Linked DNA regions of Arachis hypogaea: region 1 is linked to region 2. Evidence: chromatin contacts called from public Hi-C data. All regions are on one chromosome and are shown on one strand. Each heading gives the region's core, a stretch centred on a gene start, on an enhancer-like site or on the middle of the called end of the contact. The rest is flanking DNA. Distances are from core to core; before and after follow the strand shown. Region 1 overlaps LOC112706048 (solanesyl-diphosphate synthase 1, mitochondrial). Region 2 holds the start of LOC112708329.

The links. A called contact is a pair of places that touch in the nucleus more often than the background predicts.
Region 1: a Hi-C map of an unstated tissue shows a contact between it and region 2, with 2.8 times the contacts expected there. The contact joins the enhancer-like site here to the promoter of LOC112708329 in region 2. A contact is called at or near these places in 2 of 8 Hi-C or Micro-C datasets (leaf and an unstated tissue).

What each region holds. Positions count from the first base shown.
Region 1 is chr8:10,512,274-10,519,084 of arahy.Tifrunner.gnm2.J5K5, reverse strand. It overlaps LOC112706048 (solanesyl-diphosphate synthase 1, mitochondrial), which reads left to right. Exons shown (of 12, transcript XM_025757137.3): 8 at 210-295; 9 at 541-673; 10 at 880-969; 11 at 1,173-1,271; 12 at 1,845-2,233. The coding sequence ends at 2,021. Among protein-coding and RNA genes, the nearest start is that of LOC112706047, 7.0 kb to the right of the region's middle. Within about 2 kb of position 4,499, at least 3 of the 3 cell types and tissues checked have open chromatin away from gene starts, as enhancers often do.
Region 2 is chr8:10,398,078-10,405,191 of arahy.Tifrunner.gnm2.J5K5, reverse strand. LOC112708329 reads right to left here and starts at 5,112. Exons shown (of 1, transcript XM_025760504.2): 1 at 4,372-5,112. The coding sequence starts at 5,112. The coding sequence ends at 4,372.

The sequences.
Region 1 (6,811 bases), core at 3,250-5,749, 110 kb before region 2:
TGAACTTCAGGCAACATGAAGCCTATTATGAACAAACCCCCAGCCAAATTTTCTTGCTGGTTTTAGCTGATTGTAGTGGAACGTATTTTCCTAGAGCTTGCTAGTTTTTTCCTTCTTCGGCCTTAGGGCCTCCTTTGTATATATATATATATATATATAAGGATGAGGAAAATACACCACATATTTACCTAAGGACTGTACTTCTGCAGGTTGTATCATTGGTGGCAAGAGCTATAGATGATCTTGTAACAGGAGAGATCATGCAAATGAGTACGACAGCAGATCAGCGGTATAGGTATGCATTGTATTTGTGACGACTGACGACTATGCTTCTATGGTCTCTGTACATGGGAAGTTTATATTCATTCTACATAATTTGTACCACTATATCCAAGTTACTTATGGTTTGTGTAAAAACTTCCCAATGTAATTATTACTTAGATAGATAGTAAAGTTTAATTGATTTTCTCTTGCACTACACAATTAGGGGCAAGTCTTGGAAGCGTTTGTTGGATTTCTAAGAATTGTTTATATTTTCAGTATGGAATATTATATGCAGAAGACATATTACAAGACTGCATCATTGATTTCAAATAGTTGCAAGGCAGTAGCCGTCCTAGCTGGCCAAACAGCAGAAGTTGCAATGCTTGCTTTTGACTATGGAAAAAATTTGGTTTGTATTCCTGGGTTTTCATTTTTAAGTATCATATTACACTCTTAAATACCGAGTCCTTACAGAAAGAAAGTTATTGCACCAAACCTTTTAAGATGTGCCCGTCATTTTATATACCAGTGCTTGTTTCATATGTGAATGTTGGTGAATTTATTTTTTCTGGACAGCACATAATCTGACCCCCCCACCCCTTTCCTCTTTTGTAGGGGTTGGCATTTCAGTTGATAGATGATGTGCTTGATTTCACAGGCACATCGGCTTCCCTTGGAAAGGGTTCTTTGTCAGACATTCGCCATGTACTTTCAAATACTTCTGCTTCTTCATTATTCCTGAGTTTTTATCTAATATAGTTTAAAATATTTTGATGAAAGCATATGAATCCACGATATGATCATTTTGTCAAATGCATTATCCATGTTCATTCTTGTTTCCCATGACTTGATTTCTGCCTTTCTTCGACACTGAGTTCTTATGACCCACTATCGATCCGATTTGGTAGGGAATTGTAACTGCTCCAATATTGTTTGCAATGGAGGAGTTCCCTCAGCTGCGTGCAGTTGTTGATAAGGGCTTTGACAACCCTGACAATGTTGATATTGTAAGTTAATATGTGACTGATTTCATCAATATTTTCTCCCTTTGGAAAGTAATAAATTACCCTGTCTTAAGACAAAGCTCAATTATGATAGTATCCCCATTGAAATAACGTGTGAAAAATTCTCTGGGCTTAGAAGCATGAAAAATACTTGCGCCAATTTTATCTTATGGTTAATTAAGAATTGGGAAGGAAATGGATGAAAAGTTTTAGGCTAAATAGATTATTGATAAGTACCAGGAAGCCTCCAACTATCATATAACGTAACTTAGTAAGAGCAAGTATGCATGTGATATACTAAGATTCTTGGCCCCTCAAAAAGTTTCGGATGTATTAACCTGTAGCAAGTTCTGCTATGGCATTAATTATAATTTATAGTGGTTGATTTGAAGTTCATTTCATTCTTTCTTTGATCATAATATCATATTTTTACATCATGCGGTGTTGACATGCAGGCTTGTCATTTTAACAACAAATATATAAGGGTTATCTTTGGAAAGTTCATAATTATGTATTTTAATTTCTCTTTTTTTCCCGGTAACATGTTTAATTATATTTTTATATTTGCAAATATAGGCTCTTGGGTACCTTGGAAAGAGCAGAGGTATACAAAGGACAAAAGACCTGGCTGTAATTCATGCTAACCTTGCAGTAGCAGCAATTGATTCCTTACCAGACAGTGATGACGAGGAAGTAAAAAAATCAAGGAGAGCCCTTGTAAATCTTACTCAAAGAATCATTGTTAGTCACTAGCTTAGCTCTTTACTTGTAACTTAAGTTACTGATATAATTGGTTGGTTAGTTGTTGTAGTAATAAGTGAAAGCTTTTCAAAGATGCTGAATTAATTACGAACATAAAAAACAAATTCACTGTCACAACTAAAATAGTCCTGAAATTAGTGTTGTGTACTAAAATTGTCCCTGATATTTCAATTGCATTAATTATGTTCTTGAGATTGACAAAAGTGCACTATATTAGTCTCTGACTCATTTTTTATTAATGACGTGATGACATGGCTTGATGATGTGGACTGTAAGTGACACGTGTCACTCCATGATTTGGCTACGTGTAATGATATGATGATGTGGTGACCAGTGACACGTGGCATGCTGATATAGATAGTTGTGTCACGTGTCCGTTTGTGCCACATGTCGCAACAGTATTCGTCTACGTGTCGTTCATTATGTCATTATTGTAGATGCATCAAATTAGTCCCTTATTTTGCATTAAGTGATTCATTTTAGTACCTGAAATTGAATGTCGTGCACCAAACTAATTTTTTCACCAATTTTTTCTTATTTTTTTCTATAAATTCAAAAAATTCTCAATATTTTTGAATGCATTAATTTTAGTTCTATTTTTTCACATGTTAATCAAATAAAAATGCTTTTATAAAATATTTTTTCTCTCGTAAATACCCTAATTACCGACTTGGAATTGACGTGAAGCCGTGAAAGCATTTCAAGCACCTTCACTACCATCTCCGGCCTCTTTTAGGCTTTTATAAAATATTTTTTCTCTTGCGGATACCCCTAACTGCCGTTTTGGAGTTGACATGAAAGCATTTCAAACTTCTTTCATTACCATCTTCGACCTCCTTCATCTAGACTGCAGAGGTCGGAGATGATAGTGAGGGTGCTTGAAGTGTCTTCAATCTAACTTATTTACACATAACAAAAACGTGCATTTCATAAGAACAAAAAAATATTTATTTTAATTATTGATTTCTTGTTAAAAAACATGTTTTTTGATGAAAAAAATGTGTCTAATCAATCATATAATTATTTTTTTATAATAATATACTTATATATTACAAAATTTACCAATATTAAATTATTAAAAAATTATATAATTAAAACTAAAATCTTAAAACTTTTTATGAAAGCACTTGTATTTAAACGATATATGAAAAAATAGAAATAAAATTAGTGCATTCAAGATATTGAAAATTTTAAATTTTAAAAAATGAGAAAAAAATTGGTAAAAGGACTAGTTTGGTGCACGACATTCAATTTCAGGGACTAAAATGAGTTACTTAATACGAAGTAAAGGACTAATTTGATGTATCTACAATGATGACATAATGGACGACACGTGGACGAATACTATTGCGACACGTGGTACAAATGGACATGTGGCCAAATAACGTGACACGTGACACAACCATTCACATCAGCATGCCACGTATCACTGGTCACCACATCATTCTACCATTACACATGATCAAATTATGGAGTGATACGTGTCACTTACAGTCTACGTCATCAAACTATGCCATCACGTCGTTAATAGAAAATGAATCAGGGACTAATATGGTACACTTTTTTTAATCTCAGAAAACGTAATTGGTGATTAGAATTTCAAAAACGATTTTAGTATACGATGTCAATCTCAAAAACCATTTTAGGGTTTGACTCCAAGAAGCATTAATGCAGAGAACAAGAAAACAGGTAATGAATGATGGCTTAAGAAACAAGAAAATATACATTAGACTTCTCAAAGCCAATGAATCCCATCATACACACCTGTGAACAGAGGCTAAGAAAAGAGTCAGAAATTAAGAATTGACTAAAAAACCAAATAACAGATAATAACAATCTATAACTAAAATATAGGAAATGATATTGTAAATAACTACACTTAACAACGAGATACTCTTAATAATAAGTTAGTTGCATTCGGTCCATTTAAAAAGTTTTAAAAGTTACCTTTTTTTAGTTTTTAATTTATGAAAAATAGTAATAGTAATGTTTAATGTAATTTTTAAAATTAAATTATAATTTTTTTTAAAATTATTTAAATATTTATAAAAAAATTAAAAAAATTACTTTTCTTAAAATAAAAAAAATTATCATAATTTTTTTTAAATAAACATTTTTAAAATTAAAAAACTAAATAAAAAATATTTAAAAGTAATATAAATATTTATTATTTAAATTACTTTTTTTTTTAAATTTAATTAAACTGTTTACCTGGCCCCAAATCAGTTACCGTCTCAGCTCACACGGCCCGGATATATATATATATATATATATACACTCCAGTGAAATGATCAATCAATATCTCATTTCATTCCCCACGTTGTGGTGATCTAACATGTTTATTTTAATATTTAAACCGGGTCTACCCCAGAAACCTAAGAACCCCTTTTCAAACACAGGTCCAATACACCCAAGTCTAGACTAGATAAGGCCCAACCGTGTTTCTTCAAAAATACAAATAAAAAATTAATTCTTTGCACCACAAGGCTTTAGCCAATAGCCAGCATGTAGATAAAGAACGCTAGTCACTAGTCAGTGAGTTTGTACTTTGTAGAATGGGTGTGATGATTCAAAGGGAAAAGAAAAGGAGATTTAACTCTATATTTTATCAAGAAGTTATTCAATTATTCATTTCTCACATGATTACAGAACTAACATTTTATAATGTTCTAGGGTATTAATAGGTATTAATGTTCTTATTAATCTATTTTTCTAATAAAATTATGAATAACTAATATTTTTACCCGTAATATTATTATAGAAATATAAATTTTTTAGAATTACAGTCTACTTTGTTCTGATAGTTATAGATTATGCATGTCATAAAAGATTTATAAAATCAAAATACTTTTACAATAAAAATTGTAGGTTGATAAAAATCTCTGATTAAAAAGATCAAGGTATATGTAGATAAAAAATTAAATAATAAAATTTTTAGTTAATATTTTTATATGAAAAATTCTAATTTTTTATTAATAATTAATTTTAACATTTGTTATCTAAAATTTAAAACAATTTAACGTGTATAATTTTATATTTAATTAGGTGTTAAGTCTGTTGCACAAATAGAAATAATTAATTTTTATACTTGCTATCTAAAAATAATATTTTTTTCTCTATGTATATAAAAATATAATTAGATATTAGCATAAAAAAATTATACTGATAGTTATAAAATTAACTCAAAATTAATTTTTTTAAAATTATATAGAGTAAAAATAGTAGAGAAAAATAGAAAAATGGAAAGAGGTAGATGAGAGAATTTAGGAAGAGAATTTATTAATTCTTTTAAAAAAATATTTTCTCTCAATTTTAATAAGAGTATCATGTGACACATTTGATTATTAAATTAGATAGTAATACACGATACATAATATAGGTATATTTCAATTTCAATTTCAATTTCAATTTTAATATTTTAATTTTAATTTTAATGCAATTAAAGAATGTCATGTTGTATATTTTGATTGTCAAATTAGTATTTTGGTTGTAAAATTAGTAAGGAAAAAGGAAGAATTCTTTAATTTTAGAAGGAAAGATTTCATTTCAATTACAATGAGAGAAGACATGTGACACATTTTGGTTGTAAAAATTAGTAAAGAGGAGAAAAAAATTTCTTAATTTTGAAAAACAAAATTTAATTTTAATTATAATAAAAAAGTGACATGTGTCACATTTTTACTCTAAAATTAGAGATATATAATAAATAATAATAATAACAATTTTGATATTAGTCAAGATGGTAGTATATTACACTAAAATTAAAATATTATTGGTTAAACTTTTGGTACCAACAAATATCTTTTATAAATTATATTATAAAAATTGTTTACTAATTCTCCTTTATATTCCTTGTAGCTGTAGATATTAATATTCTTAGTACAATCAGTTCTTTTAATCAACTCATCTTAAAAAAAAAAAAAACACTAATTTAAATATTCAATACACGACACTTTAGTGGATAAATGAGATATTGTTTAGTCTCAAATCAATTTTTTGAAAAGATCATTGAACTCGTTTATATCTGAAAGTTGGTCATTACTTATTAGAGAACACGCCCAATGTAAAATTATGAAGTTGACTATATATGAAGTGTCAATTGTTATATTAGTATGAAGCCGAATTTCTAATAATTTTATTGTATAAAAATATAATAAACTGAACAAAAATAGCCAATAATTTTAGAACCATGTTTGGAATCGCCTAGGCTGCAATTTCTAACATAATAATAATAATAATAATAATAATAATAATCATAATAATAATAATAATAATAATAATAATAATAATAATAATAATAATAATTTAATATTAAAATGTTAACTAAAAGTTATGTTTGCAGCTTAAAAGCTTCACGTAAAAGAAAACCACAAACAGAAGCATAAGGTATGTAGTTGCCAGTGACAACAAAACATAACATACATAGCACCTTACTCCTCCAACTTAGAATTGAGATCCGACACCATATAAGAAGGGATTTGTCTCTCAAAATTAAAACTTTGATTTTACTTCTTGCGGCAAATTAGTCAGTTCTTGGTTTGTCGCGTGCATCATTTTTGCGTGTTTTCAAAGACAAACACTATTAACCCGTGATGACAGTTTATTTATTATTAAACTATTCTTCCACCTTAATAAAATTTCTTCATCTATTTTTTTTTATTCCTTTATAATTTTAATATTTATCATTTACATACGTAATAAAATTATTTTTGATTTTTTGCTGTACCTGCTCCAGATTTATACTATTAATATGATAGTTACCCACATAAAAATGTTTAAGA
Region 2 (7,114 bases), core at 3,863-6,362:
ATTTTTATGTAAAAAATTTTTTATATTCTAAATACATACATAAGAATTTAGTGAATAAATTTATTATTATTTTAGTTTAAAAAATACAAAAAGTTATGATACAAGATTATTGTATAATTAATAATAATAATTTATTTTATTTTATTTTTTTATGAACGAAAGACTGTTATATCTTATTGAAAAAATATTGAGAATTGATTAAATTTAAAAAAAAAAAACTAAAATATTCACTTCTAAAATTTTTAAGGACTAATTTGAGTAATTATTCTAAATAATAAATAGATATAGTTGATAATATAGCTGACGAAACTTGTGTTTGAAAGCAAAACCTAGGCATATAATGTATTTTTTGAGAAATACATATTTAATGTTAGTTTTTTTTAAGATTATCTAATATTAAATATGTATTTTTCAAAAAATATATTAGAAATTGAATTTTGATACAATTCTTTGCAAGTATGATTAAAAAAATAAGATATTATTATCCTTAAAATTTGGTGATTTTTTGTTAAGTATATATTTTTTTTTGTTAACAACTAATAATACTTTTAAAAAATCACAAAAAATATATACTTATAAAAAATCACCAAATTTTAAGAATAGTAATATCTCATTTTTTTAATTATGCTTGCAAAAAATCATGTCAAAATTCAATTTTTAAGACATTTTTTAGAAATATATATTTACTGTTAGATATTTTTGTCGCGTTTTTAAATTATTTAAAGGTATTTTTGTCAATAATAAAATTCAAGTGTATTTTTGTCAGCGTTTAAATAATTTAAAAGCGTTTTTGGGGTTAACCTTTATTTGTTTCTTTTATTTCCAGCATTCTAGCATTTTGTTTCTTCTTTTACTTTTACAATTGAAATTGGTTAATCTGATATGTGTTTTCAATTCATATTAAACTTTTGTTTATATCAATTTATTGTTAATAATACAAAAATTTCATTAGTTCACTACTTGCAAAGTTGATAACAATATTAAAATCAATAAATCTCGAATCGAACTTATTTTTTTAAAAGAATTGTATCTATTTTTGATATTAAAATTATTGATATAAATTTGATTCGATACCTGTATCAAAGTCGAAGAAAAATCAAGCAACATAATAACCCTATTTAGGGTAAAGAGAAAGTTGGCACCATATTCTCTACTAATTTCATGTGATGCCACAGTCTATCGTCATAGCACTCAAGTCCTTTAATTTATCTACTAAGTTTACACCGTCCAACATATGGTGCTTTTCCATTTTAATTAATTTCATACTACCATGCTTTTGTGAAGGATAATGACACATCAATGCAAATAGCCAAATAATTTACAATAATTTTCTTTATGACGACACTAGCTAGCTAGGGTGTTCTTAATTTTGTTGGATGTCTTTTGTTGGCTATTTTAATGTTAACGACATCAATGGTGTCACACATTGTCCTACATATATGGCGCTTTCACAGCATTGTTTTAATAAGTGAATTGGACTCATCCAACCAAATAAAAATTGACTCGCTATGTATAGTGATCGAATAAGACATCAAATAAATAGGGATGAATGCGGATCGAATCGAATTAGATATGACTAAAATTTCGATCTGATCCGCACTAAAATTATTAGATTGAATCAGATATAATATTTACAGTTTTTGAGTTTAAATCCGATCTGATCAAATCGAATTGGAAATTAGATATCAGATATATCCGTAAAATATAAAAATATTTTTAAAAGTTTATTTTTATTAAAAATATCAATAAAATTCATTTTTTTTATTTTTTAAATATATTTACTCTTAAAATGATATTAAATATATATTTTTTAAATAATAAATTAAAATAATACAATATATATAATAATTATTAGTTGAAATAAAATATAAAATAAATATTTATTTATTTATTTCTTTACTTTTATAAATATACGAATACTTACATAAAATGTATAATCCAATTTTATTAGATCCAATAATTTTACAGATCAAATCTATATTTATAATTTTTAAATTTAATTCAAATAAATATAATAAATATGCAAATCGAATTTAATCGATAAAAACAAATAAAGCACTTAAGGGTAGCTAAGAGGAGCAAAGGTCCGATTACTTTTTATGATTCCCATTGAGATAGTTTCGTTTCATACCACACTACATTACATTGCACTAGGTAGTCGGTGATTCAGATCCTTCGTTTCCAATTTTAATTTCATTAGATTCATTTCTCAACTTCCACGAAAAATATATTCAACTTTCCTTCCCCCCTTTTCACTCCAACCTTTTCTAGAGAAACAAATGTCACTCCTTTTTATTTATTCATTACAAAAACAAAAAAATATAAACATTATGGACGGCCAACTATCTAGGGTTGAAAATTGAAATCTATAAATTACAAACACTTTGATAATTGTTATGTTATGTGTCAAATATATTTTAAATATAATAGTCATTTGGAATATATATTTTTTGTTACGAATTATATTTTAATAAAAAAATAATATTTTAAATATATTTTATACTTAAATATTATTATGTGTCAAATTATTTTTAATTTATATTCTTTAAATAAGTGTAAAAATAGTATATATTATATTTATTAACACAAAAATTTACATTAAGTACTTTATATAATTAAAAATGTATTAAAAATAGTTAAAATATTAATTTATATTTTAACATTAATAAAATATTAAAATATTATATAATTCGTTTTAAAAAAGCTATATATTTTTTATATATGCTATGTCCCTATATCTTATAAAAAATTAAAATTTCTATATCCACGTGTTTCATGTCGTATCATATTCTATATTCGTATTATTGTTCGTACTTCATAAATTGAAATAAACGCAGTGGTTGATATTTCATTTGTAAAGAATGAGATAATTAATCTAAAATTTTATAGTTTTTTCTTATATACATAAAATAACAACTAAACACGAACCAGTCAGATTATTGGGTTACTGGTTACTAGTTCAACTGGTTAATTCAGTCCCACATAAGTAAAACATAAAATAGCAAAAAATTTAAAAATTAAATTTTAAAATACATATATTCAGTAACATTTTAATAAACATTAAGTTTCAAATTCTAAAAATAAGTAATACGAAAATAAATATAAAATTTATTAGTACTATTACATTAGTATCTCAATTTAACACAATAAAAATAACAATCTTTGGATTATATCCAAAGAGTAATTTCAAAGTCTGGATATCTTTCTTCATCTGATAAATCTGGAGCTGCATTCTGATTTGTATTTTTCACAGAATTATTATTAGCTTTATCATCATCTCGATCATCTTCCAGATTCAATTGATCTATCATTTCAATAATGTTTCACAAATCATAATTAATAATAAGGCAAAACATTTGGTTAAAGTATTACAAAATCTTCCCTAACAAAAACATACCCAAATTATCTAAAATTGATTGAAGAGACATATTTGCAAGATCATTCTTTAAAGCATGAACTTCTTCAGGAGTTAAAAATGGTGGTGAATCTTCCATTATTCATTTTAAATGATCCTCAAATGCATCAAGACAAATTGGATCATAATATTGTTTTCTCATTCGATTCCTATATTGTCAATTAACTTGATTATTCTTATTGTGACTATAAATTTAAAATAATGCCTTCAAGAAAGAGTAATAAAAAAGTACCTTTGTTGTAAGTTATAATAAACAAAAACAAGATCATTAAATTTTTTATGATCTAACCGATTCTTTTTCTTTGAGTGAATGTGTTAAAAAATGCTTCAGTTACGCTCACAACCTGAAAAACTACAACTTTTACTCAAAACACGAATAGCTAATTTTTGTAAGTTTGATGCTCCACATTTATAAGATTTTTACTATTGATCTTAACATAAAAAGGAAATAATAATCATAAAAATCAAATCATAAACATACCACAATCATAAAAGACTAATTTTAATAAAAAATTTACCAGACATCACTGTGTTTCGCTCACGTATTGCAGATTGTCTTCCAAAGTCTTGTTCAACATTCTTAAATATTCTCATCTCACTTATCAATTTATAATTCAAATTTGCATCACCATAAGTATATCTCTCAATGACATCTAGTAGGTTAGAAGTTGTTTACATGTGTTTTTTAAATTCTCCAGCATTAAATCGAAAAGCTGGATTTAACCAATAACCAGCAGTATGAAGATTTTTTCAAAGTTCTGAATCCCAGCGTGTAGCTAAAATCTTTAAATAAGGATCAACAACCGTCTTTCTTTTTTGAAACCTCTTCACCATCTCTTCCCTAACCTTATAAATAGCTTGATAAAGAAAATCTATTGCAACTCTATTTTCACTATCCACAATAGCAATACACGAACAAGTTGCTGAGTAAGCTTAACAATATCAGTACATTGATTCTAAAATTTAGAATCTAAGACTTGTTTCATAAACTTTTTAGTTTTGACTTCTCTAGTGTAAGCTGAGTTTGTCCATTCTCTAGATGTCACCATAGCTTTCAATGCATCTTTTTGAGCTAAAATACTTTGCAAAGTAATGAAATTAGTGGCAAATCGAGTTGGAGATGGACGAAGTATTTCTCGTCCGCCTGTGAACTTTCTCATCAAGTACAAAGGATGGCAATGATTATAGATATACTTCGTAATCTTCGAAGCTTGTGACATAGTTTTACTCACTTCCTCTAACTTTTCAATAACCTGAAACATCAAATTAACAAAGTGTACTGCATAAGGAGACCAAGACAATCTAGGAAACTCTGATTCCAACAACCTTCCAATAGCAACGTAATTTGCAGCATTATCCGTCACTTCATGTACAACATTTTCAGGACCAACAAATAATACAACATCCTTAAGCAACTTAAACAAAATATCAGCAATTTTCAAGACATGAGAAGCATCAACTGACTTTAGAAAAGCGATTCTTTTAGGACAATAAACCAAGAAATTAATTAAAGTATGCCTACAACGATCAATCCATCCATCGACCATGATAATACATCCAATTTGTTTCCAAATTTCACGATAATCTTCAATCATTTTCTTTACATCTTCAACCAATTTACTCAACAAATATCCACAAATTCTTCCATAATTTGGCCCTTTATACCCTGCACCTATGTTTGCAATAGTATCAATCATTGTCTAATAATAAGCTGAATTAACCGCATTAAATAGCACAGAGGCATCCATCATCCATCTCGCAATAGCAATATCACACTTCTCCACAATTTTTTTGCTTTGGAGAACACTTTTGGTAGTTTGTTGAGCTCCAGGTGTTACTGCCGATAGAAAAAAAAAAGATTGTAATCTCTTGAGTTGTTTTCTTTTCTAGAGCTAGGTGCTGGAAGCCTTGATTTTTGTTGTTGTCACATCTCATTACGTTTAATCTCATCAACTTCTCTTTCAACTTCATCACAAGAATTATAACTTTCTACATATTCTTCTTGAGTTTTCTTTTTCTTGGTTCGAAGATCTTCAATCTTTTGATTGATTTGGTGCCTCACTGCAGCTGGCACCTTTCGACATGCCTCAATATCTCCACCTTTTCCATCCAAATGATACTTAACCCGGTTAATTCCTCCACCCCTAATAAGCTTCTCGCAATAAATACATAACATAACAGTTTTTTTTTATTCACAACTTGCTTACAATGGCCGATGCAGGATCAATTTTTTATCTATTGCTATTTTTTTGGGTTCCAATTATTCCATTAGGAGTTGATTCTTGTTCATGGAAAGTTGGTGTTTCTGATGGTATATTTGATGAAACCATCCTAAATTTTTAATCTACAAGAATAATACACAACAACAATTTATTAAGAATAATATACAACATCAACCAAATATAACAACAACATATTAAATATAGCAAGAATATATTACACTATAATCAACAATATATTACACCAACAACATAAAACAAAAAATTGAACAATCTAACAGAAATCAAACAGAAATCAACAAGTTATACACTTATAATCAACCAAATATAATCAACATAGATAATCAACACCATTAATCAATTAATTTTAACTAAAGTACTAAATTATTGAAAATTTGAAATACTAAATACTTTAAAAATAAAAAAAATACACACCTTATGGCTGATGCACCGCCAACAGAGAAGAGGGAGACCAAAGAAGAAGTACAGCGCTGATGACGACGACAGGGACGACTGGACGACCGGACCGGCAAAAGGAGGACAAGGACGGACACACAACGACACAGGACAGGAGGTGATGACCCAAGATGCTCAGGGGCCACCGAGACAATGACTCTGAGTAGCAATAGCTGACGACGTCGCACCGTTCGGTGGAGATGGTGCTGGCTGTGGTCGGGTGATGCGAGAGCGAGACTGAGAGCACGGTGAGAATGAGAAGGGCTGAACGGGTCTCTCTCAATTTCAGGTCTCAGCCGTTTAGAGTTTGGGAAAAAGAAAAGGGAATGGGTTTGGGTCGTTTCGAGCTTGGATTTTTTTCAAGCTTTCAATTTTTTTTTTAATAATTGAAACGACTCCGTTTCATTTGAAGAAAAAAAAAGAGTTCGAACTAGTTTGGATTTTTTTCAAATCCACCGGTTCTTTGGTTTTCGTTAAATCTGACTGGTTCAAATCGGGTGTCGCCAATTCTTTTTTTTTATCCAGTTAGCTAGCTCACCCTAACCGGTTTTGTTGCCGATTTACCGGGTTTTCGGTTCTATCGAGCGGGTCAGTTCGATTTTGATAGTACAGATTAGCTTACTAATTCGCTTAATCAAGTGTTGGGAATTGAAATTACGCCTTATGCATGCAGTAACTCATTAATCAATGACAAATTATTAAATAGAGTTCTAATCCACAATAGATTAGTCCTTAATTTATCAGGATATTGTAGAAAAAAAAAAGCACGAACTTTGATGATTGTTTTGCAATGATGAGAATCCGAGATATCCACATATATATAGCACTTGAATTAATTTAAGGCAAAGAATCAAATATTGCTAGGTAGAATACATTTTTTCCCTGTTTCTTTTCGGTTTATTTATGTGGTGACACAGCAAGGTCAGAAAGCAATAAGCTGAGGATCCGATCCTCTTTTTATTTTCCATATAGATATTATTCCGGTTTAAAATGTAAGAGCTTTAATTTTTATTCTTTTGCAAGC